2 separate regions of the Mus musculus genome follow, and region 2 is linked to region 1. Evidence: chromatin contacts called from public HiChIP or PLAC-seq data. All regions are on one chromosome and are shown on one strand. The core of a region is the stretch at or near the end of the contact, and the rest is flanking DNA. Distances in the headings are between cores, read along the strand shown.

The links. HiChIP or PLAC-seq counts read pairs in DNA pulled down with a chosen protein or histone mark.
Region 2: a FOXA1 HiChIP or PLAC-seq map of pancreatic cancer cells shows a contact between it and region 1. The contact joins two enhancer-like sites. A contact is called at or near these places in 4 of 39 promoter capture datasets (the 3T3-L1 cell line, embryonic stem cells, liver and 1 more), 1 of 15 datasets of contacts at CTCF or cohesin (large pre-B cells), 13 of 484 Hi-C or Micro-C datasets (B cells, the C10 cell line, CD8 T cells and 7 more), 4 of 115 datasets of contacts at active chromatin or transcription factors (astrocytes, bone marrow-derived dendritic cells, double positive thymocytes and 1 more) and 4 of 9 other capture datasets (adipose tissue, embryonic stem cells, liver and 1 more).

Annotation. Positions count from the first base shown.
Region 1 is chr11:120,702,594-120,705,766 of GRCm38.p6, reverse strand. It overlaps Aspscr1 (alveolar soft part sarcoma chromosome region, candidate 1 (human)), which reads right to left. Exons shown (of 16, transcript NM_026877.2): 11 at 2,102-2,164; 12 at 1,643-1,695. Among named protein-coding and RNA genes, the nearest start is that of Cenpx, 9.6 kb to the left of the region's middle. Within about 2 kb of position 1,671, at least 74 of the 459 cell types and tissues checked have an H3K27ac peak or open chromatin away from gene starts, as enhancers often do. A contact at or near this core is called in pancreatic cancer cells, where this site is marked.
Region 2 is chr11:120,896,533-120,899,705 of GRCm38.p6, reverse strand. Ccdc57 (coiled-coil domain containing 57) reads left to right here. Exons shown (of 19, transcript NM_027745.1): 8 at 1,739-1,897. Among named protein-coding and RNA genes, the nearest start is that of A430102A20Rik, 35 kb to the left of the region's middle. Within about 2 kb of position 1,530, at least 36 of the 459 cell types and tissues checked have an H3K27ac peak or open chromatin away from gene starts, as enhancers often do. A contact at or near this core is called in pancreatic cancer cells, where this site is marked.

The DNA.
Region 1 (3,173 bases), core at 422-2,921:
AGGGGGAGGAATGAGGGTTGCAACTGATCAGCAATTCCCAGAATACACCTACGGGGCATGGAAGGCAAGACCTCGCCAAGCTTCAGAAAGCACAGCAGGCCAGGTGGGGCTGGGCATAGGACCATAGGCTTTTCCCTGCCTTGCCCTTCTTCCTTCCCTATGGCACCAACAAAATACTACTCATCTCCTAAACCTTGAGCAAGGGGGTGGCTGGGGACAGCGGGGGGCCTAGGGCTCAGGCCCAGAAAATTCACAGTGCAGGTGGGGCTCTGCACCCTACCTCTCTGTGGTTTAGTTCTCCCTGCCCCCATGCCCTCCGAAAGCCCCTGCTCTCCTGGGCTACTGGCATCCCACATAGTCTAATGTAGACCACCCCTGGGCAGCAGAGCCCAGCCCTGCCAAAGACAGAGCTGTGAACGCTGCAGCTTCAAGGGCTGCTGCCTGCTCACCTACGGGAGGGGAGCGGGCTTCTTTCCCTCAGCAGCAGGAAGGGATGCCACCCCTTGGGAGGCCCCGTGGCTCCAGACAGAGCTGACAGATGAAAGGAGACGGCTGCTGGTAGCAGGGGCAGAGTGTCACCAGGAATCAGGCAGAGGCGGGTGAGAGGCACACTGGGGCTTGGGGAGGGGGCATGTGAACCCAGACTAGGGGAGGGGCCTGGGCACTGGCCTCAATCCCAAAGCATCTTACAGATTCAGTGTTTATCAACACACTGGCCAGGGAGGTAGGGAGGGGCAGAGATGAAGAAAGAGAGCTGGCGCCTGGAGGTTCATAAGCCAAGAAGGGGATCATGGGGTCACAGGCCTGCTCTGGGACACCTCCTTGCTTTCCCTTACAGCAGAGCCATGTGGCTGCACTTCCCTAAATGTACAGTCCCTGGTGAGCTTCCAGCTTGTTCCTTGCCCTGTCTCACCCCAATGGTGGCAGTTCTAGGCAGCCAGTGGAGCCTGTCACCCCCAACCCAGACTTTTGTAGAGGCCTTCAGGCACCTCTGTTGTTAATTAAAATATCTAAAGACTTTGAAAAGGAAACCATTAGACTAGAGGGACTAAGGAGGTCCCAGATGCTGGGGGGGGGGGGGGGAATGGGAAGACAAGGCATTCATTCCAATTGGCTCTGCAGGGTGCAGGGTCAAGTAGTGTCTGCCTCTGGAGGCCCCGTGGAAAAGCCTGGGGCCAACTACACACTCCTACCTGAGACAGGCAGGAGATCTAGGGAAAGAGGCAGAGATGACAGCTAAAGGCAGCTAAGGACCCCGGGAGACCCCAGCCCTCCTGAGGCCTGGTACCACTCCTAGACCAGGCTGCCAAGGCCTCTTCCTCACCCAGAGGCTAAGGAGCTGGTGTCATACAGCAGCCCAGGGGCCAGGACCTCCAGACGGCCCCAGCTGAGGACAGCAGGCCAGCTAGTTGGGCAGGCCCATCCCCACCCCGGGGCCAGGCAGGAAGCGGAGGAGGCTGGAAAGCCCTGTCAGAAACAACTTCAGAGGCGCACTGCTCCCTCTGAATTCACCGGCTCTAAAAGGCTTTATTACCCACCACAGCGCCTGCCAGGGCACTCCTTCCCAACCCAACCGCAGCATGGCGCCCTGCCCTCCCAGTACAGTCAGCCCAGCAACGCCCTCCCGTGAGGAAAGCAGTACCTGAAAGAGAGTCAGCGTGTGGTCATCCAGGACCATTTTGGGTGGAGCGATGACTGTGGAGAGAGGGGGCTGTCTTTTAGGACACTGGTAGGCCCCATGTGTCAGGGCAGACAGACCTCAGTAGGACTTGTGAATCACATCTCAGGTCACAGGCTGTCCACCCACCTCTGCTGCTCACAGGGGTCCTCGTCACCCTGGTGACAACCCTGTTCCTGGATCCAGTCCCCCTTGCAGCTTGAGTCACAGGGTGAGACTGGGAAAAAGGCCAAACTGGGGAGCTGGGCACTGATATCAGCTCCCTGCAAGGGACCCAGGATTGGAGAGCTAGACAACTTGGCTCCTAGAGCAAAAGCTATCTTAAATCCCATCCCAGAGAGAAGGTCACACTTTGCAGACTAAAACGAGGGAAAAAGGGTCGTGCCAGATGGAGGCAGGGCCAGCTGAGGAACAGAGACTTACATAGGTAAAAGGAGAGCTCGGGGTTCCCCAGGTGGCTCCTAACAAAGTCTCGAAGATCCCCCACTGTGGAGAAAGGGGAACACCACTCATTGTTCAAGGTCCTGCTGGGAACCTAGGGACAATGAGCGCCAAAGGTATCCCCAGCAATGCAGGCTCAGCAGCCACCCTGTTGGTGGTAGATGCTAAGCCCTGGATGTGAGGACTCCGTAGTGCATCCCACTATCCTACATGTTCAGCGAGGTGGGAACCACAGTACAGACCACTTCTAGGATCCCCATCCTGATGCAAGCGAGGCCTGCCTAATGACAGCATCCCTGGTCCCTCTTGAGGACCCAACTCCTCAACCTGAACCCTGCCAGGATAGGAACCCCTCAGGCCTAGAACTATTTCATCTTCACTGTCTTAAAACAGACCACCAGGGGCTGGAGAGATGGCTCAGTGGTTAAGAGCGCCGACTGCTCTTCCAGAGGTCCTGAGTTCAATTCCTAGCAACCATATGGTGGCTCACAACCATCTGTAATGGGATCTGGCGTGTCTGAAGACAGCTACATTATTCACATACATGAAATAAATAAATAAATCTAAAAAAAAAAATTTAAAAACAGACCACCAGGTGGGCATGGTGGCGCATGCCTTCAATCCCAGCACTCGGGAGGCAGAGGAGGCGGATTTCTGAGTTCGAGGCTAGCCTGGTCTACAGAGTGAGTTCCAGGAGAGCCAGGGCTACACGAGAAACCCTATCTGGAAAACCCAAAAAAAAAAAAAAAAAAAAAAAAAAAAGGAAACAAACAAAAAACCAGACCACCAAGGTCTGCTCCATCTCTGGTGGCTTTGATGGCTCCTTCTCAGAGGCTTTCCTACCTACTTGTGTCCCAAACACTCAGACTCACGAGCTCTGGGGACAGGACTGAGTCCTCTGAGAAGCAGTCCAAGTCCTGAACTGGACCCAGAGGACCCAAAAATGCTGCAACCTCAGAGCCACCTGCATGTCACATGGCGAGGATGGCAGCCTGCCACTACCCCATTTTCTAAGCTCCAAGGGCAGGAACTACAGTCCTGTGGTGTAGAACAC
Region 2 (3,173 bases), core at 281-2,780, 190 kb before region 1:
AAGTAAAAATAAAACTAGCAATTGTACTTTGAGAAGCTTGGTGGTACTGCTTTGTTAAGTCCAGTGTGCTCTGGTTTATTTTGTAAGAAACCCAAGCAGCTCACCATAGTGAGCCAACGATGCCCAGCTGTGCTGTGGCTGCCTCGAGGAACGAATGCTGGCTCATTGCTGTTCCTTTGCAGTGGCAGGGCCCTACAGAGCCTGGCTGCTTCCTGCCTCCTCTTGAAGCCTTAAACTAAATGACTTTGTGTTTTGACAGGGTCTCACTCTGTATAGTCCTGGCTAGCTTGGAACTCATAATCCTCCAGCCTTAGCTTCCTGGAATTATAGTGTGTCACATCCAGGCCAGCCTGGTCTACAAAGTGAGTTCCAGGACAGCCAGGGCTACACAGAGAAACCCTGTCTCAAAAAAACCAAAAAAAAAAGGGGGGGGGGGGTTACTACTACAGACAGGGCATTTCCCTGACAGTAGAAAACAGGGCAGGGTGACATGTATCTGTAATCTCAGAGCTCTTAAGGTGAGGCCAGCCTAGGCTGCTAACTGAAACCCCATCTCAAAAGAACATGTTCAGAAAACCCAAATTTGAATCTCTCTTCTTACTTGTGGGGAGTTTGGTGACCAGTCCACCTCTGTCCAGCATGTGCTGGCATTCTGTGACAACCTCAGTGCTCAGTGCTTGCCCTCTCGGTGGGTTTGCACACATGTATGATTAGGATAAAGACACAGGTTTGCTAGTGGCATGTCTGCTCCACTTGGAGCAGTCAGAGTCTACTGGTCTTCACTGTAAGACGGCAGTAGTCATACTGGCAGCTAAGTCAGGCCACGTGTTGGGGAAAGGAGGTAGAATGTGAAGGAGGCCACAGTGGACACAGGTCACTGGACCAGGTGTTTCTGTGCTGACCCTGGGAATGCCGGCCTGGGAAGCAGCCTGGTGAGAAGTGTTGCTGAGGGCATTTCCAGGAGCATTTCCTCAGTACCAGACACCGGCTCAGAAGGCAGAGTCAGGTGGGCTTGCCCAAAGTGACTGAAAGTGGCTGCCTCGTGTGTCCTGTTTTCAGTACTCCCAGAGCGTGTGAGATGTGGCACAGTGGCTCTCCATGCTGTTCCAGGGCAGGTTTGAGACTCAACACCTGGCTCTTGATTCAGGGCAGCTACTCACCTTCTGCTTGTCATGCCCACACGGGACAGCCCATCAGCACAGAGCCCCAGAAGGTCTGTTCCCAGGGGTGTGGTCTTTGGTGCACCGTGTGACAAAGGCAGGTTTTCCGTGAGCAGGGATGGTCTTGGTTAGATGGCCTCTCCTGAAAGTGTCACTTGATGTGTGTTTTTTGGGAAAGCTTGCGTGTTTGGGCGGTTTGCCCAGCAACACTTGACTGTCAAGCTAATGTGTGGCCTCTAGAGTCTTCTTGAAGTGTGTTAGGTGCTGGACTGGGCACAGTGAAAGATGCAGAGGTGACTCACCAGCAGCACTTCCTCAGTCCCACAGGCTGTGTGTACAGATCACCTTTCCCCCTTGCGTAATTTGGCCCTTTATAGTCAATTAGTTAACAGTAGCTTGGCTGGCTGCTGGATGTTTCTTCCTGAGTAGAACCATGGTCTTAAATTAGGCAATGGTTTGCCTTCTAATGTGGCTTTTTGAGAGGGCTGGCCAACTGTGTGTGTGCTCCTCTGGGTCTGTATGGGAGCACGAGAGAGAACAGGAGACGCTCACTGCACTCCCAAACTCTTCCCGTGCAGATTTCGTGAAGATGCGGCAGCTCTGAAAGCTGCCTGGGACGCCCAGATCACGCAGATGTCCAAGGAGACTGTCTCCAAAGACTTTCAGATTCACACGCTGCAGGAAGAAGAGATGAAGCTCAAGGCACAGGTGGCCAGATTCCAACAGGACATAGACAGGTACCATTCCCAAGGCAGTCACCCATGCTGAGTGTTTCCTGCAGACAAGAACCATTACAGGTCCTCAGGATTGAAACCACATCAAACAAACTTGGCCCTGCATTCCCTGGGGGAGGAATGGTCAATGGTTTGAAAGCAGATCGTGGTGGTAGTAAGGACAGCAAACATCCAAGCCCAGAGGGCATGTCCAGAGACTTTGGGATGAGGAGATCAAGGAGAGCAGCCAAGGGCTGGTGTGGTGGCGAGCAATGTCCACCTTCCTCTGCCATCAGCTTGCAGAAGCAGACAGAGTACCATGATTTCAAGGCCAACCTGATCCCCATAACACTGCAGGACATCCATCTCTACATGGAGAGACCCTATCTCAAGGGAAAGAAAAAAGAAAGAAAGAAAGAAAGAAAGAAAGAAAGAGAGAGAGAGAGAGAAAGAGAGAGAAAGAAAGAAAGAAAGAAAGAAAGAAAGAAAGAAAGAAAGAAAGAAAGCAAGCAAGCAAACAAAACCCACCATGCTTGTCTCTCCTGTTGATTGTAGTAACTTACACTTGGTGAAAGCAAGGGCCTGTTCTTACAGTGTCATCAAGTCAGACGATGTAATCCAGATGGACACACACATCCACACCCTCCACTCTGTCTCATCCAGACCCCTCAGCTCTGTGGCCAGCCCTGACCACCCTGGGGAAGGGCCTTTGTGGACTGGACTTCTGAATGGCGGCCATAATATGGCTTTTGATCCTAGCTTCTTTGGATTTATCACTGGTTTGTGTTTGTTTGTTTGTTTTGTTTTGTTTGTTTGTTTTTAAGATTTATTTATTTATTATATGTAAGTACACTGTAGCTGTCTTCAGACACTCCAGAAGAGGGCACCAGATCCCATTACAGATGGTTGTGAGCCACCATGTGGTTGCTGGGACTTGAACACTGGACCTTTGGAAGAGCAGTCGGGTACTCTTACCCACTGAGCCATCACACCAGCCCTGTTTGTTTTGTTTTGTTTAGGTTTTCCTCTGATTTTTTTTTCTGTCCATTTTGGTACTTTGATCTCCTCTGTCCACTTTGTCCCTGTCCCTGGTTCCTGTAATCTTACTGCCTGTCAGTGGATAGCAAAGGCTTCTTATGACACTGGTCATTTGATGGCCTCCCCTTTACCTTAGACCAGCCTCACTGGAGGCTTATCAGTTCTATCAATATTTTGCTGATCTTTGTGAAGAACCAACTTAGGATTTGATTTTCTCCATTGTTGTTGTTGTGGTGGTGGTGGTTGGTAGTGGTTGTTGTTC